2 separate regions of the Mus musculus genome follow, and region 2 is linked to region 1. The links are chromatin contacts, called in public promoter capture Hi-C maps. All regions are on one chromosome and are shown on one strand. Each heading gives the region's core, a stretch centred on a gene start, on an enhancer-like site or on the middle of the called end of the contact. The rest is flanking DNA. Distances are from core to core; before and after follow the strand shown.

Region 1 (7,836 bases), core at 1,444-3,943:
TGGTATTATGGAAGTAGTTTATAATAAAGGTCAAAACTATAGACAGAAACCGAAGATTTAAAGTTATATTATTTGATTTATGTTCATTGAAAATTAATGTTAAACTACCTAGTTGGAAATCAAAAATGTACTACTACTGTATTTAGAAATTATTTTAGTTATTTGAACTCTTATAAACTAATAACTACATCAGACATCACTAATCTATTAATGTTCTGAAGTCTAACACCTTTAAAGCATGTGTGGAAGCATTTTCAGGAGATATTTTAATTTTTAATTGTTATGAAATTATTAATCTAATACTATCACCACTACCCTAATCTTTTAACTACAAGCACTAACAAAGAATCTATTTTTAGAAAAAAAAATTTTTTTTAATATAAATATGCTGTCAGTGACATGCCCAAAGAGGGCATCAGATCCCAGACCTCTGGAATCACTGCTAGTGAGTCCTCGTAGCCACCTAGCCATCTCTCCAGCCTGAAAATTTGATTTTTAGTGGATAGTAAACTTACAGATACTTAATAGAGTATAAGTCAGAGACATTAAAGTACTTTGTTGGTTTTTATTTATTTTTAGTTGGTATTTTAAATTAAAATATAATCAGCATGTAGTAAACTGCACAATAAGTCACAGTTTGGTACATTTGGATTTTTATTGTTTTACAGTTATTGATTTTGTTCACATGTGTGTGAGTTATATGTGTGCTTGTGTATGTTTATTTGTGCATGTGCCACTTCAGCTATGTAGAGGTCAAAGGACAACTTACAGGAGTTGGTTCCCTCATTTCATACCTGATAGGTTTTGTGGGGATCAAGCTCAGGTCATTAGAAGTGATATACCTGCTGGGGTACATCACCTTACCCAGTGTTATAATTTATCATATACATATACTTATAGAACTGTTACAACAGTCATGAGGGTGAATATTACTCATCACTCCAAAAGTTTCCTTGTACCCATTTGTAAGTTCTCTGGCCTTTGTCCACTACTGATCTGCCTTCCATTACTGTAAAAATGATAACTCAGATGATAACTCAGTGGCTACTAACTACTTGTTTGTACTCTTCAGACTGTATATAAGTGGATTCATAGCATATACAAATTTTTCTGGATTCTTTGATAACACAATATAAGATTTCTCAATTGTTTTTATCTACTTTCTAAGATTATTAACTAATATTTTAGATTAGGTACTGGGAAATTTATAAAGAAAATGCTGATTATATAACAGGAATGCTGTGATTTGATTGGATCCCCCCCCCCGAAATTTATGTATTGAAAACTTAACCTCTAAAGTAATATGTTAATATACTTGAGGAGGTGGAGCCATTGTGAAGTGTTTAGGATCTCACAACTTTAGACCTTACAACCTCCAGAGTAGTGAGGCAAGAACAGGGTGTCAAATCCCCCAGGAACAAGAGTGACAGATGGTTAGTCACCATGAGGGTGCTGGTAGCAGAACCTGGATTCTCTGGAAGAGCATCAAGTGTTATTAATCACTGAGAGTTTTTTTTTAGCCCCTTGTTTACTTCTTATTTATCATTATTGTAGGAGGTACATGTGTCATGTACATGTGTGGAAGTTAGGACATAGGACTTGGTATCTTTTTCTAACTACCTGCATGTGCTTTCTGAGAATGGAATTCATTTCATAGCAAGTTCCTTTATTTCCCCTGCCCAGATGCCATTTAAAGTAGCTTGGTGAGGAAATGTTTCTGGTCGTGTGACAGTTGGATCAAATTTGACAATTGGACAAATAAAAAAAAGAAACTACATATTTCTATTGTGGCTGAAGTATAAAATGATTAATGAGGAGCTCAGAGAGATAGGGAAAAAAATCTTTTTTTTTTAAAGATTATTTTATGTATATGGGTACACTGTAGCTGAACAGATGGTTGTGAGCCTTCATGTGGTTGTTGGGAAATGAATTTTTAGGACCTCTGCTTGCTCTGGTCGACTGTGCTTGCTCAGTCCCTGCTTGCTCCGGGCCAAAGAATTTTTTATTATGATACATAAGTATATTGTAGCTGTCTTCAGGTGCACGGGTGTTAGATCTCATTACCAGTGGTTGTGAGCCACCATGTGGTTGTTTGAACTAAGGACCTTCAGAAGAACAGTCAGTGCTCTTAACCACTGGGCCATCTTGCCAGCCCCTGGAAAAAATCTTAACTGTAGAATGTATGTTGGTTTATTCACAGAGCAATATGAAGCAAGAAAACTAGAAGATAATAATGGTCAAAATGAAAGATGGACGCACAAGAAATAGACTTTTATATCTGATTTGGAGCTGTAGTTTACACACATTTTTTAAAAGTTAAGAGTAAAAAGTAAAACCTTAAATTCTTTGAAACTAAAATTTAGAGTATGATTTTCATTCCCACTGACTAGATTTACTCTCTGGTAAACCAAATTTACTTTTTAGGATTTGGTACAAAGTTAAAGAAGAGATATGGGTAGTAATTGACTTCGTGTGCTTATCTGTGGGTGGGCACCTGCATGTCATGGTGCACATTTGGAGGTCAGAGGACAGTTTATAGGAGTCAGGCTCTTCTAGCATATGCTGTCAGACTTGGCAGCAAAGACTTTTCCCTGGTGACTCATAATGTTAGAAGCTTTTACTCCATGCTCAGTTAACCCTGTTTCTTAGAGCCTGTATATCAAGGGAAGTATAAAACAAGACAGTATTGAAAGGGAAGGCGGAAGCTAGAGCAAAACTTAACTACTCACATCAAAGAATGCAGACACACCCAGTCCCCTTCAAGGTCATACCCCAAATGGCTGAGGGACCTCTCCAGGCCCACGTATGACTCAGGCTCCACCATTTCCAATGCTAACACCCTGAGAAGAATCCTTTGGATTTTTTTAGGGATATTGGAACTCTAAACCATAACTACAGATAACGCATTGCTTCTAGAAGCAGTCTTTGGAAAGTAACCAGCTTTGCCATATTGTTCAATAAGTCATTCTTGGAAACGGCCTCAAAAAAAGCCCTAACTTTTTTTCTGCTTAAAATAGAATGGCTGCTCTTATTTTGTGTGTGATCCCTTCTTAATATACACTTTTTAAAAATTAGAAGTATTACTTTTAGTTACATGTATATGTGTCGGGGGTGGGGAGATTGGGTTGGGTTGTTAGTACATTGTCCTTGGAAGCAAAAAAAAAACCTGCATTGGGTTCCCTGGAGCTGGAGTGAGAGACAGTTTAACCCATCCAACCTGCTAGGAACCAAACTCAGTCTTCCCCAAGAGCATTAAGCACTTTTAATTTTTTTTTTAATTTTATGTATATTAGTGGATTGTCTGTGAACCACTTGTATGCCTTCTTCAATGAGGTCAGAAGAAGCAACTGTGGTTATAGATGGTTGTAATCTGCCACATGAATGATGAGAATCAAACTTGGGTTTTTTGCAAGTATATCAAGTGTTCTTTACAACTGAGCCATCTCTTCAGCCCCAGCATTAAATACTTTTAAACTATAAGCTATCTCTACCCCACACCCAGTTTTAGACATGATCTTAATTCCATACATATATAACCAACCTTGCCTGGGCTCACTCTATAGACTACTAGACTGGCTTCAAAGTCAACAGAGATCCACTTACCTCTGCCTCCTAAGTGTTGGGATTAAAGGTGTGTGCCATCATACCTGCAGTACTAACACATGAGATTTTTAAAAAGTCTTTTTAAAAAAGAATTAATTTATATATTTTTATGTGTATTATGTATGTGCTTGCTTGAGATTATGTGCAACATGTACATGCTGCAGTCTTAGAAACCAAAAGATATCCTGGAACTGAGTGAGTTTGTTTTGTTTTGTTTTTTTGTCTTCTTTTGTTTTAAATAAAAAGCAATGTATTTAAGTTTGTTTAAGTAGAAGAAAAAGAGTCAGTAGCTAAAAATTAGAATATATGTTTGTATGTGTACCATAAGAAATTATTTAAGAGAATTTCCTAACATTAAATTTATAGTATTTGTTAGTAAGTTATGCATTTGAGCCTCTATGCATGGCTAAGCATGGTTTTAAGTTGTTGTGTTCTACTAGAGCTTGTCCTATCATTTGCTCCTTTTTCTATTATGATCTCTGAAATTAATTTTAGTATTATAATAAACAGCATCGTGATGAGTATCATTTTACACAAATATTTGTGTGTATCTCTAATTAGTTTCTTAAACTATTACCAGCTCAATATATATCTTTAAGTGGTTGTGGTGGCTAAACATGTAGATGACAAATTCAAGACTACTATAAGAAGTTGTCTTTAAGAAACAAGGGCTAAAATGAAGCAAGAGTCACTGGATTGAATTCTCGTTCCAAATTAAGTAATTAATAGACAAATAAATAAAATGTATATATAGTTATTCTCATTCCAGATGAGTGGGTGAATGAATGAATGAATGAATGAATTGGCAAATAAAATGTATAGTTATATATTGGCCCACAAAGATGGCATTCTGGATAAAAAGGAACTTGCTGTAAGGCTAAGGACCTGAGTTCAGTCCCTAGAACCCACATAGTAGAAGGAAAGAACTGATCTCTGCAGGTTGTTTTTTAACTTCCACAGATATACACACTTAAAAGAAAAAAAAAGAAATGAAATAGAAGCTCGCTCTGTTTTTGCTTTAATTAATAGTTTAGTCCTCATTAATAATAAACTATTTTTGTTATAAACACTTCAGTCTTGGGTATTACATTTTTCAGGCAATGATTTTGTGAGGTACTTAATATTTATATTGTATACTATCACTGCCCAACACAGCCCAGTGAATGTCAGCTTCATGAGTTATATCTTGCTGAAATTAGCAGTGACCTATTCTCCCTTTATATTAAATAGTATTTCTTAGGATGTTGAAGGTACTTATTATTATTAGTTGTTGTTGTTGTTGTTGTTTGAGATAGGTCTCACTATGTAGCTCTGGTTGTCCTGGAACTCACTATGTAGATCTGGCCTCAGACTCACAGAGATCTGCCTTTGCCCTCTTGAGTGCTGGGATTAAAGATATGCATCACAATACTCTGCAATAATTGATCATTGATTTTAGAAACACCAATTCGGTGATGTAATGCAAATTATATTTTTCATCTCTATGGAATGCTCTAAATTTTGCTCTACTTAATTTAAATTTTCCAGTAGATTATCACATTTTCAAATGTCCTTTGTTGATAGTGTCACGTAAGAATGGCCTATAAAAATTAGCACAGAGTTTACTTGAAGATTCTTACTATGGTGCTCATGTAAATGCCTAGGTAACTTTTAGACATTGTAGAGATTCCTATTAACTTCATTGTTTTTAGAGGAATACAGTGGTATTGAATTGAATAAAAGATACAAAATTAGATACATAGTAAAAGATTCATTTACATACTCTTTCTTGTTGGCTATATCTTTGTGTGTCACTTTAACTGACTCTACTTTGTGGTAAATTATCATATATCATAAGCTGATTCAGAGGGGAGAGGGAATACAATATCTACTTAGCCCAAGTCTTAGTGGAGTGTATGTGAGTTAATAGTTTCTGCTATTGAATAGAGTTCTTCTTCAGCTAAGCAAAAAGTAGCAAAAGGAGCTGTTTACATGAAAACAGCTCTGATTACATGAAAACTTATTTCAACCCATTCAAATTAAATAGTAGTAGTAATAATATATGTTGGAAATAACTGTAAAATCATAGATGGCTGATTCGTAGGAAGCTCTGTAAGAACTGACTTAGCATTTAAAGCAAGCATGTCAGACAGGCCTGGTAACCTGAGTTCAGTCCCCAGAGCCCCTTTGTACATACAGGAACCAACACCACAGAGTAGTCCTCTACTCCTCCCACGTAGGTACTCTGTCGTGCGTTAACACTCCACCCCACCCCAGTATTAACAAAATCTGAAAAATATGGCCAAACCTTGGAAACAGATTTCTTACCTACTATAATTTATATTAATTTACTGTGGACTCTGCATGTTTACTGTCTGCCCATTACCCTTTTCTACCTTATAAGATCCTGTCCAAAAAACTTTTCTTCATTTTCTTCCAACATTGTTGATTGAGATAAATGCTCAGGCTCTTGTTTTTGTTGACAGAAATGCTTGAATTTTGTGCATACCTGTTGCATTGTGCATTCAAATTGGGCTTTGTCTCGAAGAAATTGTGTTAATTAAATATGTTAATACTGCCAGTAGTATGATTATAATTAGTCTGCAGAGTTTATTTTTTTAAACAAATCCTTTTTAGTTTATCTAGGAAACAATTCATATATATATGTATACATATATACGTACATCATAACATTTTTCTCATTTTAACTAGTCAGTAGAAACTTAGAGGATTAGAGTAGAAAAGGCAAAGTTTCTTGTTAATTCAAATTTTCTCAGATAATTTCTCAAGGTCAGATTGACCTGTGTCCTTCACATTTAAAAAAAAATGTTGCTATCTTTGTAACTAATGGTTAATTTGATCTTTGGATATTGCATGAGAGTTTATAAATATATAACCCTTATATTTTTAGCTAGTCACTCCTTTTCTCTGAAGACAGTTTACTTTCATTTTCACATTATACAGCAGATAGGGGTTTTTTGTTTTTGTTTATTGTTGCTGCTGCCAAACATCAAACCTGAGGCCTTCTACATAGCATTTTACCACTAGACTATGCTTCCAGCTCTTATTGCTCCTTAGCATTTGTGGCCAAACTAATCCAAAAAGAGAGCACTAATTGAATAAACATTTTGGTGAAATTTCCCGAGTTTTTGCCTTTTAATTTTGACAACTCAGAGTCTTTTAAGAGTACCACTTATAGCAAGATCGTTTATAATCAAATGCTTTAATGATTGCATTCTATACAAAAGTTACTTTGGGAGGTTTTCTAGAACCTAAAATGAATCTTACATGAAGATCCATTTAATATGGAATGTAATTTTACTATAAGGATAAAGAGCAACAGTGTGAATAAGCTTTGCAATGTGTTCATTGACTTGAGAGCTTTGTTTCTAAGGGTGCTTGTCAAAACACCACTGCTAATTTCACCAGATTTGGGGAGACTTTTGAAAGGAGAAAGTAATAGGAAGATAGCCCGAGTGGGGAAAAGTTAGATTGTCCTCAGTGTCCACAGGTGAGTAGATAATGATGGAGTAAACCAAGGGGCAGAAGCACTGACAGTTCCTCATTATGAAGATACAAACAGGCTCTGAAGAAGTACTTGTTATTCTCATAAAATAGTGGTTTACTTTCTATTGGTGTCTGTAAATAAAGTAAAGCATGATTTTCTTTTGCCTTTTACAGATTTTAAGAATCAATTGTTAATTTAAGGAGTTCATTTTTTCCCCCATTAGTCTTTATGTAATGCTTACAGCAGATTTGAAGGTCATGGGTGTTCAGCTTACTTGGGAGGGTAGACATGAAGATAATAGTCAATAGGCTCAATAAGGAGCCTTCAGAGTACCATGGACACTGATGGGAGGTCTTTTAACTTGAAGCTGGAGGGCCAGAGAGAGGGCTCAAGTAGTTAAGAGGGATTGTGCTCTACCAGAAGACTGGAGTTTGGTTCCCAGCACACACGTCGAGTGACTCACAACTTTGTGGACTCCAGTATTCTTGATTTTCTAAGCATCCATAGACACACACATGAGCATAAATAAAAATAAAATCTTTTTTAAAATATGAAGTTGGGCCGGGCAGTGATGGCGCATGCCTTTAATCCCAGCACTTGTGAGGCAAAGGCAGGCGAATTTCTGAGTTCGAGGCCAGCCTGGTCTACAGAGTGAGTTCCAGGACAGCCATCACTACACAGAGAAACCCTGTCTCGAAAAACCAAAATAAATAAATAACAATAATAAATAAAAAAATAAAATAAAA
Region 2 (7,836 bases), core at 3,992-6,491, 830 kb before region 1:
GCTGTCTCTCTGCCCTCGCATGGGTGGTGAGCACTGGAGTCCCAAGGAGCCGACAGTGATGGCCATGGTGCCTCATCTTTCCCCAGCCTTCTGGAATGGCCCTGCAAGAAAACATGCCACAGAGGGGAAAACCTAAAGGCCAGTGAGACCGGTTCTCACTAGCCGGAATTAGCCCAGCCTCAGAGAGGCCTGCAGGAACCGCATCTCCGAGGGTAGGTTCGCTGCGTGCCTTTCACACGTGCCTGCAAACGGATTCTGAAGATGTCTTCAAAATCCAGACGAAAGAACAGGTCCTTGATCCACCCCCTTTCCAGTTTTCCCCTTGAGAGGTAAGGCCGGGCAGCCTTGAATCTGAGAGAAATGCCCATTGTCACTCCCAAATCCATGGTACAAAGCCTGCCTGGGAGCCGAGACAAAAGCCGCACGCCAGCGGCGGCTGAGAGGACATATTCCTCGCTCTACAAGTTGCCCAGAGCACCCTTGGAGGGCTCCCAACCCACCTCTAGCCCCGCCAAGAAAGGGGGTAAATGGCTACTTAGGACCTGATTGATTGCCTTGGCGAATGGCTTTCTGATTTTGTTTCAGGGGGCCTGCCCTTTCCTGTAGCACAGGTTTCCCCCCATCAGCAACTAATGGCGCTCCCCACATCGCTGGGAGAAACGCAGAGGTTAAAATCACTCTACTTCTTTTGCCCATCCAAGGTAAGTCAGGGGCAAATTTATTCCAGTCCTCTCAAGCTAGAATGGAATCAGACACTTCTCTCTCTCTCTCTCTCTCTCTCTCTCTCTCTCTCTCTCTCTCTGCTAGCCTCAGAAAAATACGTCCCTAAAGGGATCTGTCTTGGAATTTGAGAGGATTTGGGGTCTGGGAGAGGAGGTTTAAAAAAATCAGTACCGAGCATCCCAAAGACTGTCTGGATGGGGCGAGGCAGCTCAGAGACGCTGAATGCACCGTTCTTTGGGAGGAAAAGGGCCTGTGTTGGGGGGGGGGGGATCCTGTTTTGTGAAATTCTTTGAAGATGGGTTAAAAACCACAGGCCAGACTTGGGGCAACGAGTTCAGTCACCTCTTCCCTTTTTCCTGGTAGCACAAGATGAATGTGGGCTCAATGACAGGGATTCTACAGACGTTGGTTTGAATTTTCCAACCCATGTATGTAAAAGGCCCATTGGACAGACTTGTTGAGCAGTCATGGTCACTTGCAACTGCTTTCAGTCACCTGACAGCTCAGACACAGTGGCTGCAAATGAACATTTTGTAATTAAATAGTGAGAGATTTGACTGGGGGAATAGTTTCATTTTTTTCCTTTAAATAGTTACTGTGGGCCACTCAAAGGCAATGGCAGAATATTAATCCTTTTCAGAAAGGAACCAAGGTAGAATAAAATGAGAAAACTCACCCAACCTTGGCTTCACTGGGTCTGGTTGTCTTGAGCTTGGGGCGGGTGGGAAAGAGAAAGGGACTTGGGGGGGCACAATTGGATCCAGTGCCCTGCTAAGCTGTTGCTTGTTCCTGCAATGGAGGCCAGCCAGGTTCCAGGTGGGCATTACTAGTTTCAACCTAGCCCCTGAAGATGGCTTCCCCAGCCAGAAGTCACCAAGAGCTCACTGAAAGCATTAAAAATAACATAACCAAAACCAAAGAGAAGAAAACACACAAATGGGGGACTGGAGGCAAAAGCCTGCAGTGGGTTCTTACTTACCAGGCTCAGGGGTAGAGGGAAGCTCATCCCATTGAGAATACAATTATATTAATAAGATTAGGGGGTGGGAGAGGCGAGAACGGTCTTCCCAGTTATGAAGACTGAGCTCTCAGGCTGAATCACGAACCCTTCTCAAACCCATCATTGCCATATTCTAACAGCCTAGGTCTTCTCCAGTTTTTCTCCTCCCATCTCCTTTCTCCTGCCCCTCCCAGTCCCCTAGTCCACTGCCCCCTGAAGAGCAGTTTGGTCAGAAGAAACCCTCCCCAAAGGCTTTCCTCTCCACCAAAACGTATATTTCCATTTCAGAAAGCAGAAGGAACAAACCCATTTCCAGAGTTTATTGCATTACACATGCGACCAGAACATGCACAGAAAAGCACAGGTTGCGCTTGTACTTCTACCAAACCACAGATGCACCACAAGGAAAGGCTACAAGGCATAAGTCATCAATATTCCATTTCACCAAGGACAATTGCTAAGTTCATTTGTGAAAAGATACATTGTAATGTGCTTTTTAAAGTCCCCCTCCCCCCAAAGCTTGTGGGTTTTCTTAATCTTTTGAAATATATATAGATATAGGTTGTTTGTTTTTTTAAATACTGGATGTTTTCAAAATGCCATGAGTTCATGGGCTAACCACACACAGAGAACTTTTATGTTAGGAAAAACATGGAAAAGTCACATTGCTGGCGGGATAGATGGGTGGGATGCGATGGATACGTTTAGATGGATGTTCTACAGTTCCAATAAGTTAAGACCCAAATGAAAATGCGCAGTAATAGTTACCCTGCATTACGATGAAAAAAAATAAATTACACGTGCTAAGTTTTTTTAATATATATATATATGTATACTCATAGGGATTACAGATCACTTGCAGCACGAACAGAATGACCCCAAAGTCACATTCTAGCAGGAAAACAGAACAGAACAGAACAAAACAAAACAAAAAAACCAAAGAGCAATGAAGGGTTTGTTTCCGCCTTGCCAGTCCTCCAGCACTCAGGCCTGGAACTCGGTGCCCCCTCTCGGATCCTGGCCTCACATGGGCCTCAGACCTAAGAAAAGGTGAGGTTGGCGGTCAGTTCTCGGATTCGATTCTCTCGGCTCATCTTCTTGAGTTTCATTCGGCGGTTTTGAAACCAAATCTTGACCTGCCTGTCGGTGAGGTTAACGCTCTTACTGATCTCTAGGCGGCGCTCGCGGGTGAGGTACATATTGAACAAGAACTCTTTTTCCAATTCCAGCGTTTGGTGCTTGGTGTAAGGGCACCTCTTCTTTCTGCCACTCTTTGCAGTGAGCCAATTGCTGGTTGGAGTATCAGACTTGATTTCCTCTAACAAAATTAAAGGGAGAAGAAAAAAAAATCAAGAATTTTTTTTTCTCTCAGTCCATTCAAATATACCCTTGGCCATGACCCTGCTGCCAGATGGGCTGCTTTGGACAATGCTGGTATTAAACATCACTTACGAAGGTGGGCATGAAGGGGATTGTAAATTGGTACCAATTTAGAACTAAATACTTAACACGATGAATGAAAGGATATTCTGTGCCAGAGGCTGCCTCCTCATATTCTCTCTCTCTCTCTCTCTCTCTCTCTCTCTCTCTCTCTCTCTCTCTCTCTCTCTCCTACACAACTTTTCTGGCTTGCACAAAATGTGACTATAATAGCAAACTTTACAGGATTCCTCCGTCCCCCCAAAAACATTCTAAGCCGTCAGGCCACCAGAAAGAACCATAGCTTGCTTCATCTACCAGTATCTCACTACTGCTCCAGGGCCCCAAGTCGGCCGCTTCTTACCCACCCCTCCTAGGCAGACAAGGAGATCCACAACCAGGTTTATAGGGATGCAGGCTGTTTCAAGAGATAATGAGGAAGCAGGGATCCCTTCTCCACCCTGACTGGGCATTGTTACAGTTCCCCCCTTCCCCCCAGAATTTCCTCAATTTTTCTTTGCTCTCACACAAAAGCCTTCCTCCAGAAATGTAACTCTGTGGCTCACCCGGTAGACAGTGAGGGACAGACTGCAGAAATGGGCGTGGGGGCTCAAGATTCCTTCTTAGAAACCCATATCCCTGGTTCTTTGCATTACCCCAGCCCTAGGTGGGCAATGCAGATCTGTTCTCCCCCTCCTCCGCCTTTGCCCCCTTTGTAGAAGATTGCAAAGCCTGCGGCACTTTCGCCAGACAAAGCCAAGGTTACCTCTGCTTCCCCACCCAAGCACCAACAGGCCAAACCATTTCCTTTCCCTCTTAGATCGCAGGATGCGGGGTGCAAACCCTTGAACACAAACACGGTGTCTTAGGCTACCTTAAAATGATCCCTGGGTTCAAGGCAAAAACTAGGGCTGCAAATCTGAGCCAAAGAAAAGCGGGCACTGGAGCCCTGTTTACAAACGGCTGGTCTCCTTTTAGCTCTTTTGTTGTATTTCGGATCTGGCTCAAGACTGATAAACCCGGCAAGCCTGTCCTCTGCCCAGGCGCCATCAGCTTGGGGCCAGGTCTGGCCGGAGCAGCGGGAGAGAAGCCCCGACCCTTTCAAGGCAGGGATATCCCTTCTAAAAGCCGGGTGGAGCAGCACCTGCGGAGTATGGGCTCTGGGCTCCGCTGCCCGGGCTCTGCTCTGGGCACCCGAGCGCTCCCTTTTCGAGGTTTTACCGGACTGCACGCCCCGCTGGGGTGGCAACTCTGTTCATACCGACCTTTGCTTTCCTTCTCCTGCACTTCGGGACTGGACACGGAAACCTCAGCCAGGCAGCTCCTGTCTTCTGGAAGGCCGCCTTTGGCCTCGGGGCTCTCCACTTGGGAGACTTTAGTGGGCTCCTGGCCGCTCGCGCTTTCGTTCATCTTCTTTTCCATCTGCAGCTGGGCAGCCGAGAGCTGCGGCTTGGCCGCGCCACGAGGGTTGAGCTGGAGCATGACAGTGGAGCTGCCTTCGGGGCTGTTATTGTACTCTTGGGTTTTCCCGGTGGCGTAGGTCTGACTCAGTCTAAAATATCCAGGGACAGGAACCTCGGGGTTCTCAACAGGACAAGACTCGGGGACCAGCCTCTGGTACGAAGGGACCTCGGCAGAAATGAGTTTGTTGCGCTTATCAGAATACATGCAGCAATTGGATTCTTCTTTAATGTTGGCGGTGAATGAGCAAGTGGGGACTTGCTGTGTAACAGGTTGCTCTATTCGACAAGATCTGTTCGGGTCTGTCCAACTGTCTACTTGAGGTATATAAGGATGTACATTCATACCCATATTTTGGTGGTTCACTTCTCTTTTGGCCAAAGACGGGAGCAGTCCACAGGTTTGCATTCCATAGGTCCCCATGTCTGCGCTAGGTGGTGGCATGTACATGCTGGCGCTGCTCGAATAAAAACTGTCACTCCTGCAGGCACTGATCAAGGAATCTACTAAAAAAGTATTAGCAGCAGGAGAGCTGTTGGGAAAGGACATTTTGGGGAGGAATTTGAAGAAGAGAGATTGTGTCCTTTGTAGGCTGACATCGCTAGGAAAACATTCCCGGTGTAATTGTGGATGCCTCTGCCGACCACATGACAACCAAGCCAATGAGATTTGAAAATGGCCTTGAGCCGCAGCCTCCTTGCAGGTCACGTGTTCCCCAGCCCGGCCGGCTGGCCGCGTAAGCACGGACAACAGCGACATCTACTAAGCGCCTGTGATAGTGCGCGTTGGAGACAACCGGCCCAGAGCTCTGCTGCCGGCCAGCCTGTCTCCCGGGGCTTGTTTGGCCGGCCGGCCTGCCCCACTCGAGTCCCCCACCCGGCCACCGGGCCCCGCCAGCGGAAGGAAAGGCTTGATTCGAGGGGCCTCCGGGAGGACACGCGTACTGAGGAAAGTCAGAGCGCTGTGGCGCCTGCTCACAGAAGCGCTCTCCCTGCACATACCCAGGCAGAACGCGCCCAAGAGGGCCGGTTCCCAGGAAGGGATAGGGGCGCGGGCTGGTTAATTTAGTACTGGGCAGCCAGGAAGGTGAGTCCGATTTCTCTAGTTCGGAAACATCCCTCCCTAGGGTTCCAAAGGGGGCTGTGTGAAAATCTTCAGTGCAAAGATTGGACCAAGGTGTCGGGGAAGCACTGGCGAATAGGGCCCCGAGGGTCGAGAGGCCACCACGCAGCTGGGCAAACCCGAAGCTCGGATGATGGTTCCAGCCCGTAGCTACCCCCTCCTTAGATCTTTCTGCTAGAACTAAGGGGGGGGGGGAATCGGCACCCACGAGCTCCTGGAGCCTTGACTCTGAGAGTAACCACACCCTGACCTTTGAGGACCGGCCGCTGGGAGCTTCCTAGCTTGGAGATAATCCTTCGCCAGCCGTTCCCTATTCGCGAAAGCGTCTCTCCGGCTCCCAGAAACAGCTAAAGCCAGATTTCCTTCCCCTGATAACACAGGGCAGAGAGAAAGGAAGGGAAAAAGAAATTTTTTTTCAAAAGAAAAGGGAAAACTCTGATCCCCGGACTCCACAAGTTTTAGAAAACCGGGCCAGAAGAAAAAATAAAAATAAAAAGAGGAGAGAGCAAAGCAAACTTGTCATTTAGATCTTCTGCAAAGAAAAATATGTTTTCCTTTTATGGATTTTGTAAAAGCATTGGTTTCTGACAAGTGCAAGGTACAAGGGGTTGTGGAATTTATTAATACATATTAAGAAGAATCAGGGCGATCAATAAAATTCTCATCTACATTCTTGGGCTACTTGGTAATTTTCTTGCTTCTGAAGGTTTTTAAAGAGTTATACCCGCTGTTGCCACAAACGGGAAGATATTTTATTAACAAATCAATCGAGACTTTGTAAAGGATAAGATTAATAGTTAAGATTTAGCATAATGGCGTTTGCTTTATGAATTATTGAAAATTATACTATTGATTTTTCCCCTCCGCTACTAACCAAGAAGGTCAATTTTTGTTTTAACACAAATCGTCAAATATTAAAAGCTATACTTTTGTCAGAAGTTAAATTTTATAGTTTTGGACGATCCCTAAAATTCTTTGACAAGGTTTTGTTTGGGCAAGAAGGGAATAAAGAGGGAGAGTCTAAGTCTTCCGTTTCCTCTGGTGAGGGAAAGTTTTATAAAGAGGATATGGTCTGGGGTTGTGGTCCAGCTCATTAAAGAACAACCACTGCCACAACCACCGTGGAAACTCAGAATTTTATGAGAAACTTGAACAACTTCCTCCCTTCTTCTTTGGTTGCAGGCGGCGAGCCGCCTTGCGGAAGCCCGGGGCCTTAGGACAGCAGCAGGGAGCTTTAACCTTGATTTCCAAAGACTTGCCCTGGACCAGAGGCCCTGCCTGTGTGTGGGAGCCGTCCTTCGGCCTTCCGGGTCCCGTTCCCGGCAATCAAGAAAGTAAAACGGACCCGGAAACTGTGACCGTGAACCAGCTCCCAGTCGGAAAAGACATCTGTGTTCCCTTCTCCCACATTCGCCCAGGAATGGGCTGGCCTTGGATTTCAGGCCCAGAGACTGAACTTGTGGATAAATCTGTTTTCCCCTCAACAGAACATTTCTGTGGGGTTCGATGCTCTTTAAGGAGCCCTCAGCGTTCTGGGGGACCTAGTTGCTCTTTTCAAAAAAAAAAAAAAATCACTCACACCCCAGCAAAGTCCTTTGTCCCCCTCCCTCCCCTAAAGGAATTTCTCCCGGCCTGATGAAAACAGGCTTGGAGGTTATTTTCGGCCTTGGGACCGATTGGCTAGTCTCCTCTCAGTGCCCTCGCCCAAACAATAACCCCTTTTAAAAAACTCCACGGTGGCAATGAGACAGACCTTTTAAACCTTTACGCAGCTGTTCAAATACAACATCATTGTCAGGTTAAAGCCTGGAGCCTCTCACTGCTCTGGCTGCTGCACCCCGGTGGTGGAGCCGGAGATTTAAACATTACCTTTCTACAGGGGTGGCTATTTTTAAGCTGGGGAGGGGATGAAGGGTGTTAAGTAAGGCATAGGGGGAAAAAGAACTTTTGTTCCTAAGTTGCTAAGATCTTGATCAAACCTAACAACCACTGATTAGCACCTCAAAATTTTCCTTTTTACATTGTGGCGATCAAATTCTGAGCTACAGCTAAATATGCCCAGAGCTGAACAATGTGCCCGCAGCACAGCTCTCGGCAGTCCCCCTGACGCC

What was found. Promoter capture Hi-C pulls out the DNA fragments that hold promoters and counts their contacts.
Region 2: a contact with region 1 is called in a promoter capture Hi-C map of embryonic stem cells, with 2.7 times the contacts expected there. The contact joins the promoter of Hoxd10 here to the enhancer-like site in region 1. A contact is called at or near these places in 1 of 39 promoter capture datasets (embryonic stem cells), 3 of 115 datasets of contacts at active chromatin or transcription factors (embryonic forebrain, embryonic limb bud and neural tube) and 1 of 9 other capture datasets (liver).

The regions. Positions count from the first base shown.
Region 1 is chr2:73,855,153-73,862,988 of GRCm38.p6, reverse strand. The region is part of intron 5 of Atf2 (activating transcription factor 2); the gene reads left to right. Among named protein-coding and RNA genes, the nearest start is that of Gm10822, 33 kb to the left of the region's middle. Within about 2 kb of position 2,693, at least 41 of the 459 cell types and tissues checked have an H3K27ac peak or open chromatin away from gene starts, as enhancers often do. A contact at or near this core is called in embryonic stem cells, where this site is marked.
Region 2 is chr2:74,689,296-74,697,131 of GRCm38.p6, reverse strand. Hoxd10 (homeobox D10) reads right to left here and starts at 5,241. Exons shown (of 2, transcript NM_013554.5): 1 at 4,408-5,241; 2 at 2,026-3,041. The coding sequence starts at 5,152. The coding sequence ends at 2,764.